Linked DNA regions of Nomascus leucogenys: region 2 is linked to region 1. A link is a contact called in public Hi-C data. All regions are on one chromosome and are shown on one strand. Each heading gives the region's core, a stretch centred on a gene start, on an enhancer-like site or on the middle of the called end of the contact. The rest is flanking DNA. Distances are from core to core; before and after follow the strand shown.

Evidence for each region. Hi-C and Micro-C count contacts between places; a contact is called where the count stands out from the background.
Region 2: a Hi-C map of a lymphoblastoid cell line shows a contact between it and region 1, with 2.7 times the contacts expected there. The contact joins the enhancer-like site here to the promoter of FKBP5 in region 1. A contact is called at or near these places in 2 of 4 Hi-C or Micro-C datasets (a lymphoblastoid cell line and an unstated tissue).

The regions. Positions count from the first base shown.
Region 1 is chr22a:56,752,892-56,756,278 of Asia_NLE_v1, forward strand. FKBP5 (peptidyl-prolyl cis-trans isomerase FKBP5) reads right to left here and starts at 1,865. Exons shown (of 11, transcript XM_030802745.1): 1 at 1,711-1,865.
Region 2 is chr22a:56,792,886-56,796,185 of Asia_NLE_v1, forward strand. No RefSeq gene overlaps it. Among named protein-coding and RNA genes, the nearest start is that of ARMC12, 9.2 kb to the right of the region's middle. Within about 2 kb of position 1,861, the one cell type or tissue checked has an H3K27ac peak away from gene starts, as active enhancers do. A contact at or near this core is called in a lymphoblastoid cell line, where this site is marked.

The DNA of each region.
Region 1 (3,387 bases), core at 615-3,114:
TCAATGAATAATAAACTAGCATAATTAAATCAAGATTAGCAACTTTGTTCTTAAACTTAATCTCTGAAGTATAAATCATACCTAATACAGATATCAACCAAGACACATTAGAGGAAAAAAACTGGGTAACTAAATAAAGTGTTTCTCACAAATAATGAGTATTAATAACCCTCGTTTTAAAAATTTTATTTGTATATAATCTCTAAATTGGTCAGGGCCATAATTGTAGATTGTCAGGCAGAGGTCTGCTAGGGGAGAGACAAACAGAAAATAGTGAAGTGAAAGTATGACAATAAAAATTTCCCACCAGAATAAGAATTTTTTTCGATTCTTGGCTTTTGATTCAAACACCAAGAGAAGCAGCTCCCTTTAGAGAATTATTTTATAATTCTCTAAAGTAAAAACCCTTATGGGGGAGGTGAATAGAATCCCAGACTATTAAAAATACTTAACCAAAATATGCTTTAACTTTTCCCTTGTCCACAATCTAACAAAATGGGAAGACAATGAAAATAAACACTCCTGTCTACCCTCAGAGAGGCAAAGAAAGCTCCCATTCAGTAGTAAGCCTTATTCCACTGGAAAACATACTCCTGAAAAGTAAATCCAAAACCACGAGCTCAAACTGCTTCATGCAGAATTTACTGAACGGCGGCCAAACGCTGAACACACTGTCCTGAACCACACTGAAGGGTATCTAGAGTTCTGCATCTCCGCTTACAACTTGAACCTTACTACGCTTTCGCCACCACTGCAGAACCCGATTTTAGAAACTACGATGTTCCTGCCGGCTCGTTAATCGAAGAAAGCCACTCTGCACCCTGACGCTCGAAGTGTCTTTTTGGTAATACTGGTTTTTGACTCTTACACTGTGACCGGTGCACCTTTTTGGACGATCAACAAGGCGGAAGGCGTTTTCACGTCCCAGAACAGAAGAGCATAAGGAGCCCTGGGACAGCGTTCAGCCGCTTCGGTATGGCCTGGGAGTGACGCGGATCACCTGTTAGACGGCGCTGCGCGGACTCCTCCACAAGCGGCCGACAGCGGCGATGCGGTTCCCCAACGCTTGTCCCGAGGCGGCAGGTGAAGGCGGGGACCGCCCGTCCACACCCGGAGCGCAGCCACCCCGCCACCATCCCCTTCACAGCCCCGCCAGGTGGGCGAATCCGCCCCGCGCCCGCGGCGTCCCGGCGCTCGGCTCGCCCTGGGGTCCGGTTGTTCCGGCGCCCGGACCCGAAAGCGAAGTTTGGCTCCCGCCCGCAGCGGTGCCGGCTGAGGGTCCCGCCGCCTGTCCCGGGAGAGCCGGGGGCCAGAGACCGGAGGCGGCGCGGGACCTGTCATCCCGGGCGGGAAACAAAAGCCCAGTGAGGACGGGCGGGCGCGACCGGCCTCGCCTCTGCCGGGAGAGGCCGGCGGGGGCGGAGAGCGGCGCCCGCGGCCACTAGTCTCCGCGCCTCCCGCGGGGAGCACCGGCCCCGCGGCCCCTGGAGCGCGGCGAGGGGCGCCGCAGTGGGGCCAAGGCCTCCCGCGCGCTCTCCTCGAGGCTTCCGGACCCTGCTCTCCCGCGACACGCGGCTCCTGGGCTGCGAAGCCGCGTGGGGGTGGGAGCTGAGGCAGCGAGCGCGGCCGCGGCGGGACCTGGAAGGAGGGCGTTCGGCTCCCGGGGCGCCGCGGCCGGCCGCCCCATCTCCGCGGCCATGGCGCCGGTACCTGTCGCCGCGGGGACTCGCCGACTCCGTCACTCTCCGCCTTGCCCGCGCTCCGCTAACCCTTCAGCCCGCCCAGCAGGCCGACCGCGCGCCGGACACCGCCGCCCGAGACTGGCAGCGCCCGCGAGCCGGCCCGAATCCCCGGGGCAGCGCCCGGCGCCGTCCCGCCCCAGCCGGCCGCAGGACCCGCCTTCCATAGGGCCCCGGGGCTGTCAGTCCGCCCCCAAAAGGCGCGCGGGCTGTCGATCCGCCTGTCCGGATTGGTGGCCGCGCGCCGTCCATGCAAATGAGGCCCCGCCCCCATCATTTGCTTCTCCACCTCCCCACGCCAGCCCACGTGTCTGGCCCTTGCCCTTTGTGGGGGCCATAGAGAAGGGATGGTGGAAACTGACACCCCCTCACATCTCTTACCCCCCAAGAAATTAATGCCTAAGCTAGCTAGTTGACTTCCCATCTGTATCATCTCTCTGAAGGCACTGCCCCTCCTATCTGTCCACCGGGCCTACCTAGAGGCTGGAGAGGGGCAGGCCAGGCTGTTTGTTAAGTCAGCTGGCCAGGTTAGCCATAGGAAGCAACCCCATTAAGTCTAAGATGCCCAGTCGGGACTGGGGAAATCCCACCTCGAGAACCAATTTAGCAGATATCACCTCCCTCTGGACACCCAGTGACTGTAAAGACCATGCTTTCTCTTGGCTTGCTACCTTTCAAGCAGGAGATTAAAACAGGAAGAGGTCTTACGGCTGAGTTCGGCCGGGTGGGGTGGCTCACGCCTGTAATCCCAGCACTTTGGAAGGCCGAGGTGGGCGGATCACGAGGTCAAGAGATCGAGACCATCCTAGTCAACATGGTGAAACCCCGTCTCTACTAAAAATACAAAAATTAGCTGGGCTTGGTGGCGCACGCCGTCCCAGCTACTTGGGAGGCTGAGGCAGGAGAATCGCTTGAACCTGGGAGGCAGAGGTTGCAGTGAGTCGAGATCAAGCCACTGCACTCCAGCCTGGTGACAGAGCAAGACTCCATTCCAAAACAAAACAAAAACAAAATGGCTGAGTTCTTCCGCCAACTCCAAAGGGTAGACTGCCAACCAGATGGCTACCTCTGAGTTACTCCCATAAAGATGTAGGAGCTGCACCTGGGCCTTAGGGAATCTCTAATCAACTCTCTCATTTTTAAGGAAACAGAAACCTGATGTGCCATAGCTAGTTACGCGTGGGACCTAATAGTTACCTATGGAAACCTAATATCCCATAGCCAGATTAGAACTCATGTCTCCTGGCTCCAAACCTGCTCTCTTTGCACTATATTGCATTCAAATATTTATGAAGAGCCTCGTCTACAAATCACCATGCCGCCTTCAGGAGATGATGTCTGGGGGCCGGGCACGGTGGCTCACGCCTGTAATCCCAGCACTTTGGGAGGCTGAGGTGGGCCGATCACCTGAGGTCGGGAGCTCGAGACCAGCCTGACCAACATGAAGAAACCCCGTCTCTACTAAAAATAATTTTAAAAAATTAGCCGGGTGTGGTGGTGCATGCCTGTAATCCCAGCTACTCAGGAGGCTGAGGCAGGAGAATCGCTGGAACAGAGGTTGCAGTGAGCCGAGATCGCACCACTGCACTCCAGCCTGGGCAACAAGAGCGAGACTCCATCTTAAAAAAAAAAAAAAGAGTGATGATGT
Region 2 (3,300 bases), core at 611-3,110, 40 kb after region 1:
GGCAATGAGTGTGTATGCATGGGGGTGTTTGGGGGAATGTAGGGTGCAGACAGCCCCAGCAGCCCAGGTGACACCCGGAAAGGCGGCAAGCATCACTTGGATACCAACTGGAAGTCACAGCCTGTAAGGGCTGCAACGGAGGTACAGATGACGGTGAGGAAGTGCCTTGTCCAAGGTCACACAGGCAGTTGTTCACCAGGGTGGGACCAGAGTGCATCCAAAACTAGGCAGTGCTGGGCAGCTCTCTTGGGTGTCGTATGTAGGAGTGGCAGGCCAGAGAACAGGCAGTGCCCAGGCACTGAGAGTGGGGAGCCCAGATCCAAGGCTGCCTCTATGCTCTCTCTGGTTGGCTTTGGGAAGGCGGGCCTGGCTTGGGCACTGTCCCCTCCAAGCCTCCCAATCCTATCCCCCCAACCTTAAATATTAGAGATAATGCATGTGAAGTGCCTAGCGTGGAGGTTATTTTGTGGTGATGTCAAGCAGAATGAGTCACGTCCACCCCTCCCGTCTCCTCCTCCTCCACACACACACACACACACACACACACACACACACACACACACAGCTCAAGGCCTAGAACCTCCTGGGATCTTTCTCCCATATCACCACCTTCTTTCTTTTGAGTCCCTATAGCTATTACACACATTTGGTACTCACCACCTGCTGGCTTGGGTTATTATTTAACCTAACATCCAGTGTGTTTGTCTCTTCAATTGCCCAAGGGGAGGATATCATTTCAATACACCCAATATTTATTGAACATGAACTCCGGTGCCAAGCCCGGCCTGTGGCGGATGAGTTGGAATGGTGGCAGGAGGCGGGGGCAGTGGAGGAGAGGGCTCAAAGAAGAAGCAGACTTTGTTTCTGCCTCAAGGACTTTCTAATCTGGTTAGAAGAACAGGATTAGTAAACAGATCTCTAGAATATGAGACAGGCCACACGCTGTGCCGTGAGAAAGGTACAAACTGAGTGTGCTGGGCGTTCAGAGGAGACAGGAATCAGATTTGGCTGGCACTGTTTCAAGGAAGCTTTATGAGCTGGAGCAGCAGAGATGGGTAGACAGGGAGGACGGGCACTCCTGGCATGAGAAATGGCACAGCAAACTGTGGAGGTGGGAAGGAAGGAGAACAAAGGACTTCAGGACTGTGTCTTAACCTCGTGGTGACATTCTTTAGCAGGACCCAATACAGAGCCTTCCACACGGTGGACGTGCTATATAAATGCTTTGTTCTCTCCTTAGTTTGGAGAGGGTGGGATCTTTAGGACCAGCACTTAGTGATGTCTTTCCACAGAAGGATGGGTAAGGAGAAAACGTGGCTCTGAATAAACCAGGTGTTTGGAGCTAAACACACGGAAGGGTCAGATTCCAGGGGCAGTTTGGGGTCGTCTTCCTTGGCCTTGCCCTTCTTCCACCCTGTCGTCCACACCCACCCGCCAGTGTCTGGGCTCTCCCTGCTCCCGGCGTCCTGCCAGGGATTTCCCAAACCGTCCAAAAGTGCTGGGCTTGGTTTGCCAGCCCCGGGAATCCCTGGAGTCTCCGTGTTCCAGGCTTCTGTGAAGGATCAGGGAAGGGGGGCTAGGAAAGGGGAGGGTCCTCCTGGGGATTGCTTGAATTGGCCCCCTCAACACGGGCTTCCGTTGTCACGTGACTGCGTCCCAGGTCTCGCAAGTCTGGGGCTGGCGAGCTCCAGCTATCCTCCTCCTGCCTGCTGGACTGAGCGCTGGAGAAGCACGGACTGGGCGCTGGCGGCAGCCTGGGTGGCTCCTTCTGCTCGTAGAGCTCCCCACACCTGCTCCCTCCCCCAGCTGTGCTAATCCAGGCGCCACCCAAGCCTGGGGTACCCAAGCAGGAGCAAATGGGGGATGGCTAGGTCTGGGTGCTCCAAGGCCGGTGAGTGGGCAGGGCTGCGGGGCCCACGCGCGCCCCGGAGGTTGCTCGCCAACCCCTGCCCCAGCGTGCAATCGCATGGTTGCGGCGGCCGGGAAGCTGCGCGCCGAGCGCAAGCCGCGAGCACAAACAGGGCGAGGAGGCTGGTGTGAGCGCCTGGGCCCGCTGCCAGCGCGCCGGAGCTGGAACACAATGTCCCGAGCGGGCGGGCGGGCGGGCGAGCGCGAGCGAGAACAGCCTGACTCAGCAGCTGGGTAAGTGGGTGTGCTCGCTCACCAGATCAACCGCTCTTGCAGCCTGCGGTCAGCGACGACCCGGCACTCGGCGGCTCCCTGGAACGGGAGGGGCGAGCATACGGCCCGCTCCTCTGCTCGCGCCCCAGCCTGCCGCGCGGGACCTCCACGTGGCCGGTTTGCGCATCCCTCTGCCTTCTCGCCCCTCTATTAAAGCGTCTCCCAGCCCCCAACCTGAGCGCAGCAGACTCTGCCCACCTGGGAGGAGCACTCTCCTCACCCCACCCGACAGGTGTGGCCAGGCACACAGCTGCTGTGTACATGTCCTGTTTTCCCCAAACCTCACCCCTCTGGGACGCCTCGGAAGGTCTTGGCATGGGGGATGTAACTCTTAGTTGCAAACAGAGGTAGGAGTTTGTTCTGGGGTAGTGGTGGAGCAGGGAGCCGAGGAAGAGGATCCTAGGAGAAAAGTGGGACGTAGGGCAAGAGGATCTCCCCTATCTCTGTCCTCAGCTGACCCAGAGTTCAGAGTCTCTTCCTGCCCCCTCCCCTCAAAATCACTAGGCCCCTGAAGATTTCCTCCGCGGAGGGAGGGAGAGGCAGGTGGTGTGGTGTCAAAACACACAGAGACCCTGCTTTTCTGCCCCCACCCCCAAACCACAATAAAGACCCAGGAATCCTGCCACCTAGCCACAAAGCTCCTCCTTCCCCCTCTATGCAGGGGAAATGGGGTCCCATTTGGAGTCCCCACTGGGGACTTAGGCTGTCTCCTGGTGTCTTGTGGGGCCATTGGGAGGATGACAGCAGCCCAGAGCAGGGTTCTTCCTGGGGGTGGGGACCTGTCTCACGTCCCAGCTTCCTGGGGTGCCTGCGCAGTGCCCCGAGGGATGCTTTGTGCCTGGAGAGTGCCAGGGCAGGCGGGGAGGAGTGGTTCCGGGAAAGGCCCTGGCAGGCAGCATAGGCCTGGGCTCCAGGGCCTTTGAGAGTGGGCCTAGGGGAGGGACCTCAGGCTGCTGAAGTGCCTCACCTGGGCCTCCTGCCATCTGATGGCATCTCTGGCACCCTCTGTGGCTAAAGATGCCAACACAGGCCTGGGCCGTGGACCCCCTTCCCATACATACATCACACTTCCCACACAGGCTCTTACCCAGCCAATGCACACTGCATCTCCCAGTCAGG